Regions from separate parts of the Zea mays genome. Here region 2 is linked to region 1. The links are chromatin contacts, called in public Hi-C maps. All regions are on one chromosome and are shown on one strand. The core of a region is the stretch at or near the end of the contact, and the rest is flanking DNA. Distances in the headings are between cores, read along the strand shown.

Region 1 (5,548 bases), core at 1,383-3,882:
GCCTATGTCCAACTTAGGGAAGAGGAAGAGGTACATGACTGATGAAGATGTTGCTGTGTTCAATGGGATGAAAGAGGCTGTATCTGATGTTGCTGCTGCTGTCCGTGAAAGCATCCATGCTGAAGCAGCACCTAGGATCTACAATGCTGTAATCAACTGTCCTGGGTTCTCTAGGGAGGCTCTCATGTATGCCCTAAACCACATGATGGAGCACAAGGCCACCTCCCTGGTGTTCCTGGACATGACTCCTGATGATCGTGACCTATGGCTCAGGACTTTCCTAGCCAAGCACTACCACAACTGATGTATCCCTGAGTGCAGCAATGTCTGTCTAGAACAATGATGTATCCCTGAGTTCAATGGGTTTCCCTGTTTAAGAACAGATATGCTACAGTTTATCTGATGTGTCTCTCCTTTATCCTGATTAAGAACAGATTTGGTACTTGAGAACAATGATGTTTCCCTGAGTCCTATGGATTTCCCTGTTTGAGAACTGATATGCTACACTTGATCTGATGTGTGTGTCCTTTATGCCAATGATGATAACTAAAGTGAATATTAAGCCTACTCAGTTAGCCAGCCACTAATAACAGTCATTTATGTTGTTTTGTTGTTTTGGTGTTTAAGAACAGATATGCCACACTTGATCTAGTTTTGGTTTTTGAGAACTGATACTCCTATCTATATCCTTTATCACTATTTAGTAGCTGGCTACACTGTCATGTAGGATCAATTTTACTGAGCTGAGGCTAATATTAATAACTATTTCATATTTACAAGTCCTAGTGTCCTATCTTGATTCACTTGATCTGGTTTAAGGACTGACAAGGGTTAGTGCCGCAATTTCTATTTTGCTGTTTGGTTTTGGTGTTTCAGATTCACTTGATTGAAGTCCTAAGTGCCAGACCTCATGAGCTAGTACTTGTTTTGGTGTTTCAGATTCACTTGTTTCAAGTCATAAGTCCCAAAAACTCACTTGTCCTATTTAGTGTCTACTTTCTCTTCTGTTTGAGCAAATTGGATGAAAGAGGATGTCTATGCTGTTTCAGATGCTTTCTCTTCTGTTTGGTTTTGGTGTTTCAAATTCACTTGTTTCAAGTCTTGTTGTCTTGTGTGACCAAATGGGTTTATCTGCTATTTGAGTTTATCTGCTATTTCAGATTCACTTGTAATGTAGCTGATAATTCATAGTAGCTGATTGCTCAAACTCTCCATGCATGTAAAAATAAGTGTAGCTGATAATTCATAGTAGCTGATAATCTGTCAAAGAACATTTGTATGCTGTGTAAATCTGGTTAAAGATCTGTTCTTTTGAGGCTAATCTGGTTACTGTTTACTGTTTATTACAGCATCTGTGTTAATTTGTGTAAATCTGTGTAAATCTGGTTAATTCATACTACTGTTTACTGATTATTACAGCGTCTGTTTAATTTACTTGTTTAAAGATCTGTTCTTTTGAGGCTAATCTGGTTAAAGATCTGTTCTATGCTTGTATATACTTGTTTTATGCTCAAAACAGAAAATATCAGATTATCAGACGTTTAAATTAAACAGAAAAACGTCTGTTAATCTGATTAAACGTCTATTAAGCTGATTATGCTTGTATGTACTTCTGTCGAAGAACATCTGTTAAACAGAAAAGATCTTTTCTTTTTAAAGATCTTTTCTTGTTTTATGCTTGTATATACTTGTATATACTGTTTAATACAATTTACTTGTTTTCAGCCTCAGATCTTTAACCAGACGTTTACAAGTGATTATCAGACGTTTAATTTTCTGTTCTTTTCTGTTTTGAGCATAATACAAGTATATACACCTGAAAACCACTAAAACAGCGTAGGGTAGCTCTGTAGATTTAATCAGTCGGTACAGGAAAACCAAACACGAGCTCATTAAATCCTGGATGAGTCGGTACAGGAAACTAAACACGAGCTCATTAAATCCTGGCTGAGTCGGTACAGGAAACCAAACACGTAACAAATTAACTAGTTGCATCCATGTATGCATGCTAGGCTCAGCCTGCATCTGGGTCTAAACCAGGCTCTACCCAGCCGAACAACCAATCAGCCGGTCAGTGGACGCAGAAAGAAGGAAACGTCCAGGCCCAAAAGCAACCGTGTAAGAAATGAATTACACATGTGGCCGGCCGCCACGTATGTAGTAGGCAGAAGAGTAAGAGCTGGCGTGGCTTTCTTGCCGCGAAAAGCAGCAGAGGTCGCGTTGCAGCAGTCCGAAACGTACCTTCGCGTATCTCGAGGAGGCTCTGTGCCTGTGCGTTTTGACTTCCTGGCTCACATTTTGACAGAGACCACTCGTTCACTGGATATATAGACAATGATAGAGCTGGCGTCGTCACAAAGAGCCAAGAGCGAAATTCACGCAGACATGAACCGTGAGAGCAGACAGGCAGGCATGGTCGCAAATTCCTTCCTTGATGATTTTACACAAACCTAATCGAATACGATCACCGCCGTGGCCAATGGGTTAGCTACAGATCGGCAGGTACGGGACTACGGCGGGCGCCGAGAGCCTAGCCAATCCACCGGCCCGCGCAGGCGGAGCAGCGCTCCTGGCCTCCTGCCGGTGACACAGAACGGGGGGCACCCACGCCACGCCTCCTCGGGACGCGGGGGGAGCGACTCGCGCGAGCTCCTGGGGCCTGGGGGCCCCGACCCCTCCGGCCTCGCCGAACGCCGACACTGGCTGGCTGGGCAGTGGCAGGCCCGTCCGTTTCCCGCGCGCGCGGAGGAGGGGCGGGCGGCAACGCCCAGCGCGGCACCCGTCTGACCGTTGGGGACCCGCCTGCAGGCTGCGTGTTCCACGGGAGGGGAGAGCCTGCTTGTTGGCTTTCCCACGGGTGGCGTGTCCCCAGACCGGCGGGCCTGGCAGTTGGCACATACTCGCCGGTCGGGGGCTACTACCTACTAGGCTGCTGCCAAGCTTTTACGCTGCGTCGTCGTCCGTCTGCTGACTGCATGCTGCTCCTTCCACTGGCTTGTTTTTATTGTGCCCACACCTACGGAAACTAAAACTCTATTTAGTTTCCATATTCGGTAATTTAGGGACTAAAATGGAATAAAATGCAGTAACTAAAAATTAGTCCATAAAACCAAACACCCAAGTCATCTAAAATACAACATATGTTATCGCCTATTCACCCCACTCTAGGTGACTTTCAATTGGTATCGGAGCATATCACCTTATTAGAGTCTAACAACTCGGAGTGATGTCTGGTGAATACGCCAAAAAGGAGGTGCCCACTGGTGAAAATCCTGAGTCCTATGGAAAGAAGCATGACAACAAGACTCTATCAAAGAAGGTCAAGATATTCAACGACAAGCACATAGAGGACAAGGAAGAATCCACCGATTCCATCAAGTCACACAAGAAGAGGGGCAGCAAGAAGATAAAAGAAGATGGAGAATGTGGTCTACTACGAGACCGACTTATCCGTGCCCTCAACCTCCGACAACGAATCAACATCTTCAAAGCGCCTAGAGCGCAAGAAGTATAATGAGATTTCTCTTCGCTATCCTCGCATTTCTAAACATGCTCCTTTACTTTCTGTTGTTTATCGTTTTCACAGAACGCTAAATGATTCTGAGAGTCAGAGAATCACGTGAGGAGCGGCTATATGAAATAAAATTTTGTAGATACCGAATGTAAACATCATCTTTTACATTCCCTCACATCCACCACTTGGAGGCCCACAAAAATATATTAAAATTTGCAAAATAACTTTTTAGTAATTTGTTTTTCTTCTATTTATATGGACCAACAACTGTTGTATGTGAGGGGCTGTAAAAGAGATTCTTTATATCCTAAAGATTTTTTTCCGGCTATATGTTCTGAGGTATGTAAAGAGGAAAAATAGCTTCGGAAGCCGTCGATGAATATCTACCAAATTGATCCGCCCCTTGGCATGAGCTCCCGAATAGCAAACAGTGGACTCACCAGGAGGGGGGGGGGGGGATCCAGATCATGGTCTATTTCATTCAGTGGACGCAGAAAGAAGGAAACGTCCAGGCCGAGTTATGCATTTTGGGAGAAGTTTGGGAGTCGTTGGGTTCACATTAGAAAAGAAAAGCAAGCAGCGTGTAAAAAGTGAATTACACATGTGGCCGCCACGTATGTAGTAGGCAGAAGAGTAAGAGCTGGCGTGGCTTTCTTGCCGCGAAAAGCAGCAGAGGTCGGCAGGTCGCGTTGCAGCAGTCCGAAACGTACCTTCGCGTATCTCGAGGAGGCTCTGTGCCTGTGCGTTTTGACTTCCGGGCTCACATTTTGACAGAGACCACCACTCGTTCACTGGATATATAGACAATGATAGAGCTGGCGTCGTCACAAAGAGCCAAGAGCGAAATTCACGCAGACATGAACCGTGAGCAGACAGGCAGGCAGGCTGGCATGGTCGCAAATTCCTTCCTTATGATTTTACACAAACCTAATCGAATACGATCACCGCCGTGGCCAATGGGTTTTCAAGGAGTCCGGCACCGGCAGACGCGCACGCACGCAGCGAGTGCGGCTGTGCAGGCCACTCACTCACAGCTCACAGGGTGTACAGCGTAGATAGAGCTATAGATAGATCGGCAGGTACGGGACTACGGCGGGCGCCCACGCAGGCGCAGCAGCGCTCCTGGCCTCCTGCCGGTGCCGGTGACACAGAACGGGGGGGCGCCCACGCCGCGCGCCTCCTCGGGACGCGGGAGGGAGCGACTCGCGCGAGCTCCTGGGGCCCCGACCCCTCCGGCCTCGCCGACACTGGCTGGCAGGTGGGCAGTGGCAGGCCCGTCCGTTTCCCGCGCGCGCGGAGGAGGAGGAGGAGGAGGAGGGGCGGGCGGCAACGCCCAGCGCGGCACCCGTCTGACCGTTGGGGACCCGCCAGCAGGATGCGTGTTCCACGGGAGGGGAGAGGCTTTCCCACGGGTGGCGTGTTCCACCCGGCGGGCCTGGCAGTTGGCACATAAGCGCCGGTCGGGGGCTACTCCGCTGCTGCCAAGCTTTTACGCTGCGTCGTCGTCCGTCTGCTGACTGCATGCTGCTCCTTCCGCTGGCTTGTTTTTATTGTGCCACACCTACCTGCCCGGCCGGCTGCCCGAATGCCAAAGGAGTTATGCGAAGGCTGCGGTTCCGCCAGCTGCATGCGCTCGCTCGCTGCACGTATCGCCGCAGCTCGTCGTCTTGTCCTCCACTTTCTGCAACAACACGACGTATAACTGCATTCAGTTTGGTTTGGTGGAGTGGAGTGGCGCTGACTGATGGGCATTGGTTCTAGCCTGTGAGGTGTCGTCGTCGTTAGCTGTTCCCGCCTAATACACAGAACTAGAGAAAGTCCACGTGCGTTAGCGTGTGTTGATTTTGAAGGGATGTTAACTACTGGATCTTTTTTTTTTACTAAACTGTCCCTGGCTCGCAATATATAGTTTCAGAGTTAAGATTCAGAGGCTATGGATGGGATATGTTCTCTAGCAGTACTCCGTGTTATTCTCTACAGACAGCTCCATCAGCCATCAGGTAGTAGCTCCCAAATCATGGCCGCGCACCGCAT
Region 2 (5,548 bases), core at 998-3,497, 260 kb before region 1:
ACGAATAAACGGTCCAGACTCGGACAAAAAACTAAACACGACCCGTTTAACCCGTTTTTCGGCCTGCTTTTTCCGTGCTAAACAAGCCGGCCCGGTCCGTTTAGGCCCGCTACGGGCCGGGCTCCGACAAGAAAACGGTGGTCCCCGCGGGTTTAACGGTCCGGCCCGGTTTTCTAACTGTGTCTGATGGATCGGACCTAAAATAGGTCGGGCTTCACCTGGTCTGGGCCAGACCAGGCGGCTCGTTTGGCTGTCTCTAGCTGTGCTAGTTCGTCGCAGGGGGCACCGTGGTAATACCACCTGCGTCAGTCTCATTCACTCACTCATCAGAAGTGCTACGTAAATGCACACGGAAAAAAGGGTTTTGTTTCAACGGCACTGTCCGCGTTTCGAGACCGAGGGGTCCCTCGGGCCGACGAGTGAGTGTCGCTGCGTGCCCCAGCCCAGATGGGTCGAGCGCGTGGGCGAACGCGAAGGGGGGAAGGAGCGAGGCGGCCGGTGACCGGCGTGAGAGAGGTGGGAATCTCGCGGCCTTCGTGTTCGTCCCGCGCCCAGGTCGGGTGCGCTTGCAGTAGGGGGTTACAAGCGTCCACGCGGGAGAGGGAAGCGAGCGGCCCCAAGAGAGCGTCTGTCCCGTCCTCGTCCCCGCGCGGCCAACCCTCTCTAAGAGGGCCCTGGTCCTTCCTTTTATAGGCGTAAGGAGAGGATCCAGGTGTACAATGGGGGTGTAGTAGAGTGCTACGTGTCTAGCGGGGGAGAGCTAGCGCCCTAAGTACATGCCGATGTGGCAGCCGGAGAGAATTTGGCACCCAGCTGGTGTGATGTCATGGCCGTCGGAGGAGCGACGGAGCCTGATGGAGGGACAGCTGTCGGAGCGGTTGAGTCCTTGCTGACGTCCTCCTGCTTCCGTAAGAGAGCTGAGAGCCGCCGTCGTCACAGAGCATGCGGGGCGCCATCATTGCCTATCTGGCGGAGCTAGCCAGATGGGACACCGGTCTTGTTCTCTGTGGCCCGAGTCAGCTCGGGGTAGGGTGATGATGGCGCTTCCCGTTGACGTGGCTGGCCTACGCCCTAGGTTGGGCGACGTGGAGGCTCCTCCGAAGCCGAGGTCGAGTCTGTCTTCCATGGCCGAGGCCGAGCCCGAGCCCCTGTGTCGGGCGAGGCGGAGGTCGTTCGGCAGAGGCCAGGGCGGAGTACGAGCCCTGGGGTTGGGCGAAGCGGAGTTCGTCGTCTTCCGGGGCTGAGCCCGAGTTCGAGCCCTTGGTCGGGCGGAGCGGAGTTCGCCGTCTTCCGGAACTTAGCCACTGCAGCAGCAGTACAGTGGGCGGCCAAAGTTTGACAGCTACTGGCTACTGCTTCGTGTTAATCTGCACCAACCAAAACCCATATCTTCCCTTTGCCTTTCAACAAGTTCTGAAGCCAACCAAAAATACCACGACTTATCCGATCCTTGTTACCCCTGTCGCAGTGCTGCAACAGTGACACTAGACACTTCCACTCTGGACGGCTCAGGCCTGCTTGAACACACACACGGGAAAAAACAGTGTCTTCCTGCATACAAAAATACTGTACTTATCACGACGTATAGTAGTCATTGAGTCAACTGTGCTAGTTCCTCGCATGCAGGGACCACCGTGGTAATACCACTTGCGTCAGTATCATTCATTCACTCACTCATCAGAAGTGCTACGTAAATGCACACGGAAAAAAGGGTTTTGTTTCAACGGCACCAAACAGGACAGAACATAAAAGATTTTCGAGCCGTTGGGATGAGCAGAGCAGCAACTGGCATCAAATCTCATCCATCGCACTACAGTCACAGCGTCCACATTGATTAGCCACTAACCACCAGACGCCCCCAGCCGAAACGCCCGTACGCTGGGCCCCGTCACGCAGCGGAACAACGGTCGCCGCGAGCGGGGCCATGCTGCCCTTGCAGCCTCGTACTACTACCCCCGGCGGCCGGCGCTCCCCGGCTCCTTCGCTTTCCATTGCCACAGGACGGCTGGATCCCAATCCCACGCGCACCACCAGCCAGGCAACAGCAACACCCGCGCCTACCGCCACATGACATGCCTGCCTCCACGTCGCCCCACCACCACACCACCCCGCGCACGAGCCGAGCCCGCCGCGACGTGCCCCACACCCGCCACTTTTCCCTTACCGCCCCAAACGGGCTAGCGTGACGAGGTCACCGGCCATAAATCCCCAATCTCCGCGCTTTCCTTCCGCCCCACACTCGTCCACTCACCCCCTCTTTGCTCTGCCTCGCCGCGCCGCAGAGCAGAGCATGGCGCCCCCACGCCCTCTCCTCGCCGCCGTCTTCCTCGCCGCGGCGGTTCTGCTCCTCCTTTCTCCGGCAGGTAAACACCACCGGATCACGCAAAGATCAAGGAAGTGACAATGCGGCAACACAGGTGGATGTTTGGTGACTGATGTGTGGTTTGCTCTGGTTGCAGAGGCGGGGACGGTGGGCGTGAACTACGGCCGCGTGGCGAACAACCTGCCCAACCCAGCGGCGGTTGTGCAGCTGCTCAAGCAGCAGGGCGTCGCGCAGGTGAAGCTGTACGACGCCGACCCCACCGTGCTGCGCGCCCTCGCGAACACCGGCATCAAGGTGGTGGTGGCGCTGCCCAACGAGCAGGTCGCGGCGGCGGCGTCGCGCGCGTCCTACGCGCTGCTGTGGGTGCGCCGGAACGTGGCGGCGTACCACCCGGCCACGCAGATCCAGGGCATCGCCGTGGGCAACGAGGTGTTCGCGTCGGCCAAGAACGTGACGGCGCAGCTGGTCCCGGCCATGGCCAACGTGCACGCCGCGCTGGCCAGGCTGGGCCTCGACGGGGCCGTCAAGGTGTCGTCGCCCATCGCGCTCACGGCGCTCGCGTCGTCCTACCCGTCCTCGGCGGGCGCGTTCCGGGAGGACCTCGCGCAGGCCGTCATGAAGCCCATGCTCGACTTCCTGGCGCAGACCGGGTCGTACCTCATGGTGAACGCGTACCCGTTCTTCGCTTACTCCGGCAATGCGGGAGACATCTCCCTCGACTACGCCCTGTTCCGCCCCAACGCCGGCGTGCTCGACGCCGGGAACGGCCTCAAGTACTACAGCCTCCTCGACGCGCAGCTGGACGCCGTGTTCGCCGCGGTCAGCAGGCTCGGGGAGGGCTACAACGGCGTGCGCGTCGTGGTCTCCGAGACGGGGTGGCCGTCCAAGGGCGACGCCAACGAGGCGGGCGCTTCGGCGGCCAACGCCGCGGCGTACAACGGCAACCTGGCCCGCCGCGTGCTCTCCGGCAACGCCGGCACCCCGCGCCGCCCCGACGCCGACATCGACGTGTACCTCTTCGCGCTCTTCAACGAGAACCAGAAGCCCGGGCCGACCTCCGAGCGCAACTACGGCGTCTTCTACCCGAACCAGCAGAAGGTGTACGACGTCGAGTTCGTCCTCGGCGGCGGCGGCGCCAGCCAGGGCAACGGCGGCCTCGGGTGGCAGGAGAACGGCGGCGGGGCGAGCAGCACCAGCACCAACCCGCCGAGCGGGGTGAAGGTGACGACCGGGGAGGCGTGGTGCGTGGCGAACGCGATGGCCGGGGAGCATCGGCTCCAGGCGGCGCTGGACTACGCGTGCGGCCCCGGCGGCGCGGACTGCAAGGCCATCCAGCCCGGCGCGGCGTGCTTCGAGCCCAACACCATGGTCGCGCACGCATCCTACGCCTTCAACGACTACTACCAGCGCAAGGGCCGGTCCATCGGAACCTGCGACTTCGCCGGCGCCGCCTACGTCGTCAACCAGGCACCGAGTAAGCCGCTGCCGCGCCACTCATTCTCCCCCTCGCGCCATTTTCGACGCAGCTAGAAATCGGCCATTATATTCATCGCGATCACATTCGCGCATCTGGTACCATTGGTTGAAACGTAGACCATGAATTCGTTGGATCACGTAGCGAAATGTAAATGCTGGCATGCTGCCACTGCAATGTGCAATCCACACACACGCGACCAAAGCCATACACAACCCAAACAGTTTAGTTTCGATTAAAAAAGTGATGGGTTATCGCGGGAACCTAGGCATGAAACATCCCCTAGGACCCATGTTTTATCGCTGGGCCGCATGGTGACTTTTACTGATAGACTGGCAATAGCTTTGGCATTGTACGGGAATGATTCCCGTTTTCACTAGTAGTACAGTACTGCTCACCACACACATGGCTGTCACGTCCAGTACAAACCACGCTGAAGCATGACGCACAGTACACAAACCACGTACTAGGTCCTTGCACGCCGCGTCCCCATTTGCACGTCTGCTGTGCAGATCGCAGCAGCCGTTACTGCTGCTCTGTGACCAAATCTGTACTGCGATTGCATTGGATTCGAGCTGCTGTCACTGGGATGGAGTCATTATGAGTGACCTGATCACTTGCTCAGGTTCCAGCAGGCCACAAGGTGCAATAATGACCGAGACAGGGGGGGCCTGGCCTGTGCAGGTCGACGTGATATGACCCGTCCTCGCCTGTGTCCGTGTCCTTTACTCCGTCCTGGTTTCCTTCGTGGTACCGCGTGCATGTCTGGATGTCGCAGACTCCGCCGTGCCTGATTGCCACTTCCGCTAGCTTTTCCAGCTCCTACTACTGCTACCCCCTGTGTGAATTATATTTGTTTACTCCACTCTTTACGTATGAATGATGCCGCTGTTAGATTAGAGAATATTCTGTTTTTAAGATTTGTTTGAGACCTAATCTAACCTGTGACCTCACTGGGGTGGCTCGCTGTCGCTGCATTGTTTACAGAGATGGGCAAGTGCGACCTCCCATCGACGGTCTGAACTGAAGCAGCAGCGGCGAGGACCGTAACGCCAGCGGCCATCTCGAGGAACAAAAGAATCGATGGCAGGCAGGAGGCAGCACAGCAGCTCAGCTCATCAGTCGCCCTAGAGACTGGACTGGACTCTGGGGGACGCCGGAATCTTTGCCCACCCTTTCAGACTTTCTTTACCGCTGCAGCTTTGACTCCAGCCCCGCAGCGACGCCGTAGAACGAACATCGCTGTACTAGGCTGTAGCTGTACGCCTTCCTTTTTGCAGCTTTGGCTAATGGTGGGTGTGTGTGTGGATATGTTTGTTTAGTCATGACCAGCACTACTACTTCTACTACTAGCATGCTACTATTAAAATCTGATGACCAGTACGTATAGATTAATTAATTTAAATGGTTTAGCCTTTTGCGCCCATGTGACCCACTACGGTTTGTCTCGACTCGAGTGAGCATTTTGACTCTTGTTCCGTCATCGGCTCAAATGTGCGTGCCGGAGGCGGAAATGGTGCTTAGCGTGGACGACAATGCACACTACTGGCAGCAGCACCCGCACTCGAGTAGTGCTACTAGTCAAATGTCTGCCCTTTGGCGAGCAATTAAAACCTTGGAAATGGAGGATTTGTGCCGAATTGCTTTGGAACGTTTCAGATCTCAAAGCAAGGCTGTTTTTTTTCGATTCTGTAAATAAACACTGTCTAAAGCTTCATTATTGGACTTCTCTACTAATGGGGAAGTCAAAA

Evidence for each region. Hi-C and Micro-C count contacts between places; a contact is called where the count stands out from the background.
Region 2: a Hi-C map of bundle sheath shows a contact between it and region 1, with 2.8 times the contacts expected there. The contact joins the promoter of LOC100216736 here to the enhancer-like site in region 1. A contact is called at or near these places in 3 of 25 Hi-C or Micro-C datasets (bundle sheath, ear and tassel).

The regions. Positions count from the first base shown.
Region 1 is chr5:219,023,990-219,029,537 of Zm-B73-REFERENCE-NAM-5.0, reverse strand. It overlaps the pseudogene LOC103628878. Among protein-coding and RNA genes, the nearest start is that of MIR166m, 5.0 kb to the right of the region's middle. Within about 2 kb of position 2,632, at least 19 of the 20 cell types and tissues checked have an H3K27ac peak or open chromatin away from gene starts, as enhancers often do. A contact at or near this core is called in bundle sheath, ear and tassel, where this site is marked.
Region 2 is chr5:219,288,295-219,293,842 of Zm-B73-REFERENCE-NAM-5.0, reverse strand. LOC100216736 reads left to right here and starts at 2,247. Exons shown (of 3, transcript NM_001143141.2): 1 at 2,247-2,363; 2 at 2,460-3,797; 3 at 4,785-5,222. The coding sequence starts at 2,291. The coding sequence ends at 4,819.